Linked DNA regions of Danio rerio: region 2 is linked to region 1. Evidence: chromatin contacts called from public HiCAR-type data. All regions are on one chromosome and are shown on one strand. Each heading gives the region's core, a stretch centred on a gene start, on an enhancer-like site or on the middle of the called end of the contact. The rest is flanking DNA. Distances are from core to core; before and after follow the strand shown.

The links. HiCAR-type assays count read pairs that join an accessible place to other places.
Region 2: a HiCAR-type map of caudal fin shows a contact between it and region 1, with 4 times the contacts expected there. The contact joins the promoter of cbr4 here to the promoter of slain2 in region 1.

Annotation. Positions count from the first base shown.
Region 1 is chr20:26,071,803-26,077,413 of GRCz12tu, reverse strand. It overlaps slain2 (SLAIN motif family, member 2), which reads left to right and starts at 2,839. Exons shown (of 8, transcript NM_001044846.1): 1 at 2,839-3,502. The coding sequence starts at 3,042.
Region 2 is chr20:26,268,110-26,273,720 of GRCz12tu, reverse strand. It overlaps cbr4 (carbonyl reductase 4), which reads left to right and starts at 3,495. Exons shown (of 6, transcript NM_205656.2): 1 at 3,495-3,588; 2 at 4,286-4,437; 3 at 4,511-4,631; 4 at 4,967-5,100. The coding sequence starts at 4,293. si:ch211-191d2.2 reads right to left here and starts at 2,929. Exons shown (of 5, transcript XM_073934101.1): 1 at 2,895-2,929; 2 at 489-656; 3 at 81-408. The coding sequence starts at 2,918.

The sequences.
Region 1 (5,611 bases), core at 1,590-4,089:
AACATGCACTATCCAGTGGTAAATTTTCCATTCATTTCCATTCAGGGAAACTGATTTTAAATTAACTTCTCAATCACTTTGCTATGAGCTATACAAGATTGTTAATCAATGATATGTGCATTTGTTGAATCCATCAACATGCATTATTTGAGTATTTTAAAACAATTATGAAAATACATTCATACATCATATAAAAATGTCCTGATGTTCGAATAGGATCCAAATCCCTCCCATTTTGAGGCCCACCACAACTTGACATAGGAGTTCGGTTTCCCTGCCATTGAATTGATTGACATCCGTGTATTAACATGTCTCCGTAGTAACGCGTATAATCATATCAACAAGGCAGTTCAGCAAGATCTGTTCAGCGCTCTGTGATCATCAATCATCAAAAGAGGTTAAGAATGAGGTTTGCAAGTTTAAAATGTTTTTAAAACAGTGCATGTTTGTCGTGAATTACAGCGATTTTACCATCTTTATGGCAATACAATTATAAAAGACGACAATGACAATACAATTATAAAAGACGACGCTTCCATCCCGGTTTGTGGACGTTAAATCAGGTTTATTTTGTACATTGACATAACGGATATCCACAGTAGTGGATATTAACGTGTATCCTGTCAAATTTGCTGTGCAAAAACAGTGCAAAGTTACACACTTTGTGTGTGCTTGTGTGAATGTGCGTAAACTTTGTAACATCATTGTGCGTGACTCATCATTGCAGGAAAGCTTGAATAAACTCCAAAACAAATACATCAAATAATCATTGGGAAAGTTCTTACTGTAGTATTTCTCACAAACGTTACATGAGATCTGCTTCCTTCATGTCTGTCACTGTGCTGTTTATCTGACGCAGCCATGGCGGAGATTGAGGAACACTGACAGGCATGTGGAAACGGTGGGTGGAGAGAACTAGCATTAAAGCCACAGGACACAAAAACAGCTACATAGTGTTCAGAGCAGAAAATTTAAATATTCTCAGAAGTCTAATAAATAATCTGATGGGTTTTTGAGCTAAAACTTTACAAACACATTCTGGAGACACAAAAGACGCATCTTAAATCTTGAAAAAGCGCTTAAATATGTGCACTTTAAATTTTTGCTTTTGTAATGATGTGCTTCACCTTGTTACTGATCAGCTCTGTTCATGGGTTATTCTGTGGATCTTTCATGAAGACTACTTCAAAATAACTAAATTAATCCAGCGGTAAGAATAGATGGAATTGCTGTAATCTTCTCAGTTTTAATATTACAGTTTATTGAGAATTTCTAGGTTAAGTGGACGTCTATTTTGGTGGCTAGCAAAGGTTGAAAGTCTTTGCTCTAGTATAATATAAACATCTCAAGTCTTTCTGAACTTCATTTCAAACATGAACTTGAAGGATTGAGTAGGACTGATCAATTATTTTAAGATTCTAATGCAGAGTTGCCACTATAGAATATTATTAATCCTGAAATGCTCTAGTTGGTGTCAGTCATGTTGTGTTTTATTGAAGAGCTGTGAAGAAATATGGAAATGGTGCTGATTGTTATTAAAATAAAAATTATTATTTGAGTGGTTTGTTAGCTCAGCTAGATGAATTGAACAAGGAATGTTTTAACTATGGTGCTGTTTGGTCATTTTTTATGGAAAAAATGTTTGTTTTTATTCTAATCTGAAAGAAAACACATGGTAAAGGGTTTGGTACTTCCCATGTGAACATGCAAAAATAAAAATTTTAAATAAAATGGGCAGGATTAAAAAGGTCACATGATCTTGAAAATAATAGTCGCATGTTAATTGTGGTTAAAATGACAACATTGGAAACAAATAGGAAATGTCTTGTAGAATCAATAGTGAAAGCTCAAATTGTTTGTAAAAAACTTTTGGAAAAATATTTCAGAATTTATTTTGCACATTTTTAATAACATTAACAAACTGAGTAAGTTTTTTTTTTACTTTCACTTTTATATTCAAGATGTATGACCGTTTGGAAAGTGACATTTAATTTTCAGGTATAGTCAAACACGGTCAACGTATGATCATCATAGTTTAATACAGTTTTATTTAGTACCATAAAGTTGCAAATTCTAAAAGCCAAATTAAACCAAAACAACGTTTAATATAGTGCAATGAGTCTAGGCATATTTGACATTGATTCAGATTGTTTTGACTGCCATGCGGACATAGCTATGAGTTTAGGACAGATCAACTTAACCAGAGGGTGACCTGAACATTCATTCATTCGTTTTCTTGTCGGCTTAGTCCCTTTATTAATCCGGGGTCGCCACAGTGGAATGAACCACCAATTTATCCAGCACATTTTACGCCCTTTTGATTTTACATTTTTGATGCCCTTCCAGCCGCAACCCCCTTGGAAACATCAACACACTCGTTCATACACACTCATACACTACGGACAATTTAGCCTAACACAATTCACTGTGAATTGGACTGCGGGGGAAACCAGAGCACCCGGGGGGACCCCACGCGAACGCAAGGGGAACACGCAAACTCCACACAGAAACGCCAACACGGTACGAACCAGCGACCTTCTTGCTGTGAGGCGACAGCACTACCTACTGCACCACTGCGTCGCCCATGTGACCTGAAAAAAGATGTCTAAATTAAATTATTTTAGACCTTTTTGTTATGATTAACAACCATACAGAAGTAGGAAATCCCGCAAAAACTCTCCAACACAGTGAAAAACAGCTCGAGTGTGTGTCAGAGGTAAAATGCGCGTGCCTGCTTCAGGGAAGGGTCGCTCCCAAAACGTGCTCGTCCCCGCTGAGACACGTGATGACGTTTCACTTCTAGCTTCTCAAAGATTTCCCAGTTAGCGACTGGCGGACAGTAAAGATGGCGCCGGAGCTTACCGTGTGTACGAGTGCGACGAGAAGATGACGACGATACGATTAGTTACTTTCGAGCCGCGGCGTTGACAGTGCTTCACTTAACGGCCCTGCGACAGAGGCTCGCGAACTTACTGACTTTGGCGGTAGTTGATCAAACCTAACGGACACAACCCGCGCGCGGACAGACCTTTGCTTTTGCCATGGAGGATATCAACTCAAACATAAACGCGGACTTGGAGGTGCGGAAGCTCCAAGACTTAGTAAAGAAACTCGAGCAGCAGAACGAGCAGCTCCGGAGCAGATCCAGTTTACTGTCCTCTTCCTCCCCTGGCGGGAACACCAGACCGGTGAGCGCCGGGTTTGACTCCCCGGGAGCGGCAGCGGCACTCGCCGGGTTCACAGGGGTGGGGTTCGGCGGATCGAGGGGTTTCGATGAGGCTTTGAAGAACTCCAGGCTGAGCCCCAGACGATCATATCACGGCAGCAATTACGGAGATTATGATAGTGACAGCGGTTCATTTACCACCTCGAACACGAGTTTCGCGTCTTATTACAACGATTCCCTGGATTATATCGAGGACGGAGAAACTTCAGTGCTGGACGAGGTGGAGGTCCTCGATTTGGAGGACATGGATTGCCTGTACGAAGAGGAGGACAGCTGGTGAGTAAACTGTCAGTGCAAGGTGTTAACCCCGATCACAGGAAAATCACCTCTCCCAGACACGCGCACACACTGTTCATGTGTTTGACAGGTGCGCGCAGCTGCGTGTGTGTGTTGTGTGCGTGCAGACGACACAGAGAATGACGCGTGTTTGGTGGAATGCGCTTGATACATTGTTGCTCTCCTGTCTCTGACTAAGGGCTGGGGTTGCTTTATTCAGTGCATTCACTGCAGTACGACTGTCATCTGATGATTAGTGCCTGGTGTCTGAGCATTTGGGAGCAACAGTTTGCTGACTGCATGTATTCAGCTCGTACCACGGCCTTTCTTGCAGTTGCTTCTGACGTGTTGTTCTTTTTTATATGTCCTTCAGGTTATTTTAGAAGCAAGATGTGCTTCGTACATCTTCCTAATGACAGCCATGGTGTCATGCTTCAATGATGTCATTACAATCACACACACACACATGATGCATTTGCATCTAGATTTACTTTCTGCTCAAGCCTCGGATATGCTGGAGCAGACTATGATTGTACATAAAAGATGTACATAGCTTTCCGCTTGATCAACACTGTTTATGGCTCATTTAATGGGATAATTCACACAAAATTACAAACTGAGATGTAGATGACTTGTTTTTCTTCAGTAGGACATTAAAGAAGTCATTTAAATCATAAAATCTTATTTTCTAGGATATAGAGTACAAAAAAATGTATAAAGGCAAGATTAAATGAATACTCCTTGTCTCCTAAAGTCATAAAGCGAAATGATCAGTCTGTGAAAGAAACTGAACATTATTTACAATATTATTAACCTCAAATGATGTTCCCTTTGTGAGATTGCATGTGAAGAAGCCCACTTGGTGAACTGTTTGCAGAGGCTGTGGATTAAATAATAATATTGTCAATAATGTACTTTTTGCACAGACTGACTATTTAATGCAAAAAGACCTCAGTCTACCATCAGAAACAACTGGTATAAATATAATTGGTTTATTTTTATTTTTTGTCTTTGTTTTTCATTACCTCTTAAAGTACTCTTAGACTTTTTATGCATAATATAAATCCCTAACGACCACAGTTTTAGCAAAAAAAAAAACCAATAAATTATACTGAAGGAAAATTTGTCAACAAAACGATTTTTTGAGAAATAATTACAAAGATTTACATTAAAAAAAAAAACAAATCGGAAAAACTTTTTTCCTCAATCTACATGCAGGTCATGCAATTGATAATTAGCGCTACTAATGTAAATGTATGCATACAGTGCTCAAGCAAAGATGCACTGAACAAACAGTGTGAAACAGCTGTCCACAGGTATGTCTGCTAGTTCTAACAAAACAAGTAAAAGTAGAAGAATAAAATATTTAAACTGCAGATGGATCTCTGTTTAAAGTCCAAATTCTGTTATAATACTGGAATGAATAAAAATGAACTAAATAATTATAAGTAAATGAGTGTGGCAAAATAAATGGTGTCACCCATCGATGTGCTTCAGTTCTAATTTGTGAGCTCAAATATAAAGTTTTTCAGGCATAATTCATAAGAGGATTCATTTTTAAGACTTTAAACTTTTCAAACCAACTTTTACTTATTTGTCAGCATAAGCTAATTATTTAAAATATAAAAATAATATTAAATGAAATAACTTGCGATTTGACTCATGTGCAGCCAAAGTGTTGTGTCCCATTTAAAATACCAACTAGATAAAATCAATGCAGACTGTTGTAAATCTTTATTTACTTCTATTTCATCTAGTTATGACAGCTTATTCAGCAGGATTGACTCTAGTCTTAAGTGTCTCATTATCTGTCAAAAAAAAACATTATAATGTGCTGATATGGAAAATTACTTGGCAGTCAATCAATTATTATTTTTCAATCAATCCTGACTCCTAACTTTTGAGAATATGTATTTCTCTTTATTTAATATATATATATATATATATATATATATATATATATATATATATATATATATATATATATATATATATATATATATATATATATATATATATATATATATCCTCTTTGGCTCCTGCAGTCCCCGTAGACAGCTGCCTTTTATCATTTTTTGATCTTTTGTGGATTGATATATCAGTGTAATC
Region 2 (5,611 bases), core at 2,246-4,745, 200 kb before region 1:
ACAGGAAACCTGATCTTACAGAGTCTCTGCTGACATTTACAAATCATGAAAAACAGCAAGAAGTCATAAAAGAAACAAACCTGCAGGAATAAATTCATTATTGTCCTCATCATCATTATCATCATCATCATCATCATCATCTTTTCCATTTTCATCATTATCACCATCATCCTCCTCCTGGTCTCTCTGGTCTTCTTCTTCTGTGATGTTTTCAGTTCTCTGTATCAGGTTCCTGCAGTCCTCCAGTCTGATGGAGCACATCTTCAGTGTGGTCTGCTGTTCTCCAGCGTTTGGCTCAGAGCTCTGATGATCCTGAGCGTCAGTATAACAGAGTAAAGTCAGGCTGATCTCTGAGTTCTGTGTGTCTCTGAATCTCTGAGCTCTGACGCCGCACATCGAATCCTGATGCTGAAAAACACAAGAAACATCAGCTACGTCTGACAGAGAGCTCAGCAATCCACCTTCAGGACATGAAGATCTGCTCAAACCTCTGGCTGGAGTTTCTCTCCTCTTTCTCTTAGCTTGGCCTCCAGCGACGCCACCTCTTTCTTCAACTGACAGATTTGACTAAGGATATCCTCAATATCCAGCATGGACAGATCAGTTCCTACTGATTTACAGCAGCTCACGTCCACCTGCACCTCCATACTCATCATCTGGACACAAACACCACATCATCAGCAAACACACGCGTTCATATCCATAATCAAACCATCAAACTCAGAATGAGAGAAAATCTGCACAGAAAGCAAGTAAAATACTGACATTTATAATGTACATTATATAAACTGTCAGTGCCCACAAGAAAAAAAATACTCTGCAGGGCTCGAAATTGCGACCATTTTGGTCGCATATGCGCCCGAAAATTAATCTATGCGACCTCATAATATATCTGGGAGCATTAGTGCGACTGCAGATAATGGTTGTAGTGCGACCTGTTTTGATTTTTTGTAAAAACGTGCTGAATCGCTCTTCCCTGCCGCTATATTGGTTCATATTAGCTGTCATTCACTCAAGGTATTCCGCTGTCAGATGACAGGGAAGAAGCTTTTATGACCACGGGAAATACAAATGGCTGAAGAGTAAAAACTTAAAGCACACAGGTTTGCAAACCCCACCTAAAGTTGAGGCGCAGATGAAAGCGATCATGACACGTCACGTGGTGAATAATGATCCGCCAGCTGAGATCAATCGAGTACGCGCTTCTTGGGGAAGGTGCCCGAATCTCCATGCGTTGCATTCACTGCGTGTTCAGCGCAAATGTCCGCTAAAAGTCAAATCTAATACTGTACATATCATCGCCGAAGAAGCTCGCCTTTACTAAGTTTACACTGAAACTGCGGCTCATAACAAAGAGCGGTATTGCGACGATGGTTAGCGCAAGAATCCTGCTCTGCCTGCTCATAAAATAGGTCGGCTGACTCGCCTGCTTTCCACTAACACAGAAAAATGAAAATCAGCTCAGACTGAACCTTTAAATTGACACAAACTGAAACCAAAACTTTTAAAGAGTGATAGAAGTGAGACTTTACTTAATTTATTTTGTCTATTCTTTTTTGATTTGTATATTATTTTTTTAATTTATTTACTGATGACTGCTTTGCAGCTTTCACCATTGAATTGAATGATTTATTATAATCTTTTGTTTGTTTTGTAGCAGAAATATTATTTATTAAATTGACATGCATATAAAAACAGCAGTACAAAATACATATTTCTTACTGCAATGCTTCATTTTTGTTTGATGCAAACTATACAATTATTTTTCATAAAGTAACAGACTTTTTATAGCAGATTACCTACATTCATGCACATTCAAGGCAGTATCATAATGAGAAATGGAATTCATTACTATTATTGTCATTTTTTATCATCATTAATATTCTATGGCCTAATTATTAGACATTCATTTTGGAATTATTGCACACAAATATCAATGTCTTCGCAGCATTAGTTAGTTGTTTCTGGTTTTTGTCAGTCCTATTAATGTTGTTTTAAAATACAATAAATCCCTTAAAAACAATTTGCAGCGGTGCTCATTCATTTATGGTGGGTGCTCCTAAATTTTTTCTGGTGCTCCTAAATATTTGTAGTTGGGAGCACCGGTGCTACCAAGTAAAAAAGTTAATTTCGAGCCCTGCTCTGGTAATGTACACTTTTTGAATCATACTATAGTAAATAATGTCAATTAAGCTGTTGTAGTAGAATTCTATAGTTGCTCATGTAACACAACTACAGTAATATAAACAAATGACCCAATACTGTAGTTATTCTACAACTATGGGTATTTTACAAAACAACAGACCATTGTTTACTGTAGTAAAAAACAAAGTAAGCTACAATATATATGTTACATCAGTTCACTGCAGTTAATACTACAGTATGCTGGAGCATTCATTAACAAACAGTTGTATTTATTATAATATATACACAGTACATATGTACTGTATAGTATGGTTTAAAAACACTGTAGTATTTCCAATAATTTCTAATAATATTTATGCATTTGCATTGTCATGAATGTGTTTTAGTTTCATAACAGGGTATGTTTATAAAAGGAAAAATAACAAAGTACAACATATATATTACTATCAATGTGAAATATTTCATAGTGCTACTGAAATTGAATATTTTTAAAGCAGTTTTACTACAAATAACATTGAATATTTTTAAAGCAGTTTTACTACAAATAACATTGTTTAAAAGTGTTCGTGCAGTTAAACAGCAACCTTGTTGTTAGCCTACTTGTTTTTACCGTTAGTTAAGCATCAATTTTGCTACGAATAAAACAATGTAAGGTGCTTAAATAATAGAAATCACTTATTAGCCATGGCTTATTCCAGCTGTTTATAAAACGGTGTATAACGTCATATAGTAGAACAACAAACACTCACCATCGTTTCCATTGAGGGCTCCATTGTTTATTCCTTCAGTGGTTTGGCGGTCCAGTAGAAGAAAATTACCACAGCGCCCCCTACAGTACTGCTTAGCTATCGCCATTAATATTATGAAGAAAAAAAATATATAGCTTCTTCACCCAGTGACTCTTGATACTACCATGATGAAATAAATCGATAAAATTATGACATAACAAAACGAGTTGGTCCAACCTATTGTGTTTTGTTAAGGTTTATATCTACCCCAACCCTAAACCTCTCTTATTATAATGAAAAATAGTAATTAATGTCCAGTCTTAAAATTGTGCAGTAGCCGCAGTTAACCCTATCTTTTACAGTCTATGATATATAAACGCGACGTTATTAAAGCCCCTGGATTTTTTCTTATACGTAACGTTAATTTGCTTTCTGAACCCACGTCAGACATATAATAAATATATTATTTGTTTACAATTCAAGCTAGAAAGTCAGAGTAATAAATATGTTTAATGCATAAACATTTTGGCAAATGTGTATTAATATTATTTATATTAAAATACGTTAGTAGTATGCATTGGCGTTTTAGTGTGTTTGGCTCCACCTCTTGGCTCGCCGTACACAGTGTAGTCAATATGGCGGCGTCCATATCTTCAGTTCACTTTTAGCGACAAACAATAAAGAAAAAAAACTAGCGTATGAAATTGACATTAACGTGAGTTCGATGTCTTGTCATCTGAATGCCTAAATAACGTATGGTTTAATCAGTTGTAATTATGCATATTTTAACCACGTCGACTTGCGTTGTGTTTTAACAAGTGATGGCAATTCATTAACATTGATTTATTAATTTGTACACATTTCTCTATTAATCGTTTTCTGAATGTCAGATTATACTTAAAAAGCCCCAGCAATGTTATAAAAATAGGTATATGTGTGTATGTATATAAAAATGCAGTGATACCTTGTATATAACATTGTATATAGTCCATTACATTTTTACCCTGATATAGTTTAATAAATAATTTACACGACGTTTTGACATGTAAAATTGTGCATGTCAATGTCGTAAAAATGGCATGCACAAAAAAGTAATAAAAAACTCATCATTCATTTTGACCTGAGTTTTAATGGGGAATAAGAAATGACTTTTCTTACAGCAAAGCCATGAAAGTTGTCCCAAAACTTTAGCACTATGACAACACTTTCTGCTATAAGTGATGAATTACTGTAGGTGGTAAACATACTGTCAGTCAAAAATGCATATTACTTATATGTAATCATTTTGTATTTTTCTTGAATTAAATTGAAGAACAGTCACCATGTTCATTTGCATGTTGACCTTTACTCACTCAATACTGATATTTGCTCATCATCAGTGTTTATTCTGCAGATGTGTTTTTCTCTGATAGGCTGGGGATGTCCAGGCTGGCTGTGGTGTTCGGGGGTTCGCGTGGCATCGGGCGAGCAGTCTCTAAGCTGTTGGCACAGAGGGGTCACAGGATTGTGCTGTTGTCTAGGAATAAAGAAGCTGCACAGGCCACTGCTCAATCTCTCCCTGGAGGTGAATCTTTTAAAATGTCCGAGAGTCCTTTAATAGGTGTTTGTTTAATTCAGGAGTATACATTTAATTTCAGAAAACCATTTGGGCCTAAGCTGCGATGTCTCAAAAGAAGAAGAGGTTCAGAAAGCGTTTGAGACCATCAATAAGACCTGTGGCACTGTAGGGTTCCTGGTCAATGCGGCTGGCATCAACAGGTCAGACAGGATACTAAGAAATAATGCAGAAAGTAGAGGTAACACTTTATTTTAATGGGCCATTTCAACAGACATTTAACCCTAACCCCAGCCTAACAGTGTACTTATAATCTAATGAAAATTAGTTGGCATGTAGATGTAATTTAAATTCAACTATCGGACCATCAAAATAAAGTGTGACCAATGTAGATTGTGATCTTGAAAATACATGTGACAGATTGAAGATTAATTTCAGTATTTGGCTTCTAGTCAATGATCATGACCAAATAGGAGTGAAGAAGATAAATGTCACATTATTCCTCTAATAAAATAATGAATATGTGTTTATTTTAAAGAGATGCGCTATTATTGAGGAGTAAATCTGAAGACATGCTGTCTGTTTTGCACACTAACCTGCTGGGCTCCATGCTCACATGTAAGGCCGCTGTACGAAACATGCTCAGTCATGGAGGAGCCATTGTCAACATCGGTGAGCCATATTTCACAATGTACACTGTCTTATGATGATCTTATTTGTTATTTCAATTCAGAAGTGACAGCAAGGTTAAGATGAAAAAAGTGACTCTGCATCAGTAACTGAACATTTTGTGTTGATTAATTCACCACAAGATGGCGCTACAGCTTTAATATTTTAAATAATTTCACTGATTGAGCACGTCTTTCCGCACGACTTACAATGGAAATCGAATTTTTCATTTGGGTAATTAACAGAATATAAAAAAATGTTTGTTTGTTTTTTTTGGTTGAAATATTTATTTTGCATCAGTTAGGTTGGATATATAGCTCTATGATCCTATTGATGTTTACTAGCCAGAATAATGATATATTAAAGTTTTAGACAAAAATAATGTTAATAAAAATATGTAGTATGTGTTTTTGTCCAGTAAAAGAGTTTAAAACATATTCGTAATTGCATCAAATAAAATGGACAATAGTATTAGCATATTAAAATGCAAATAAGGCGTTTAATATTATCTTTC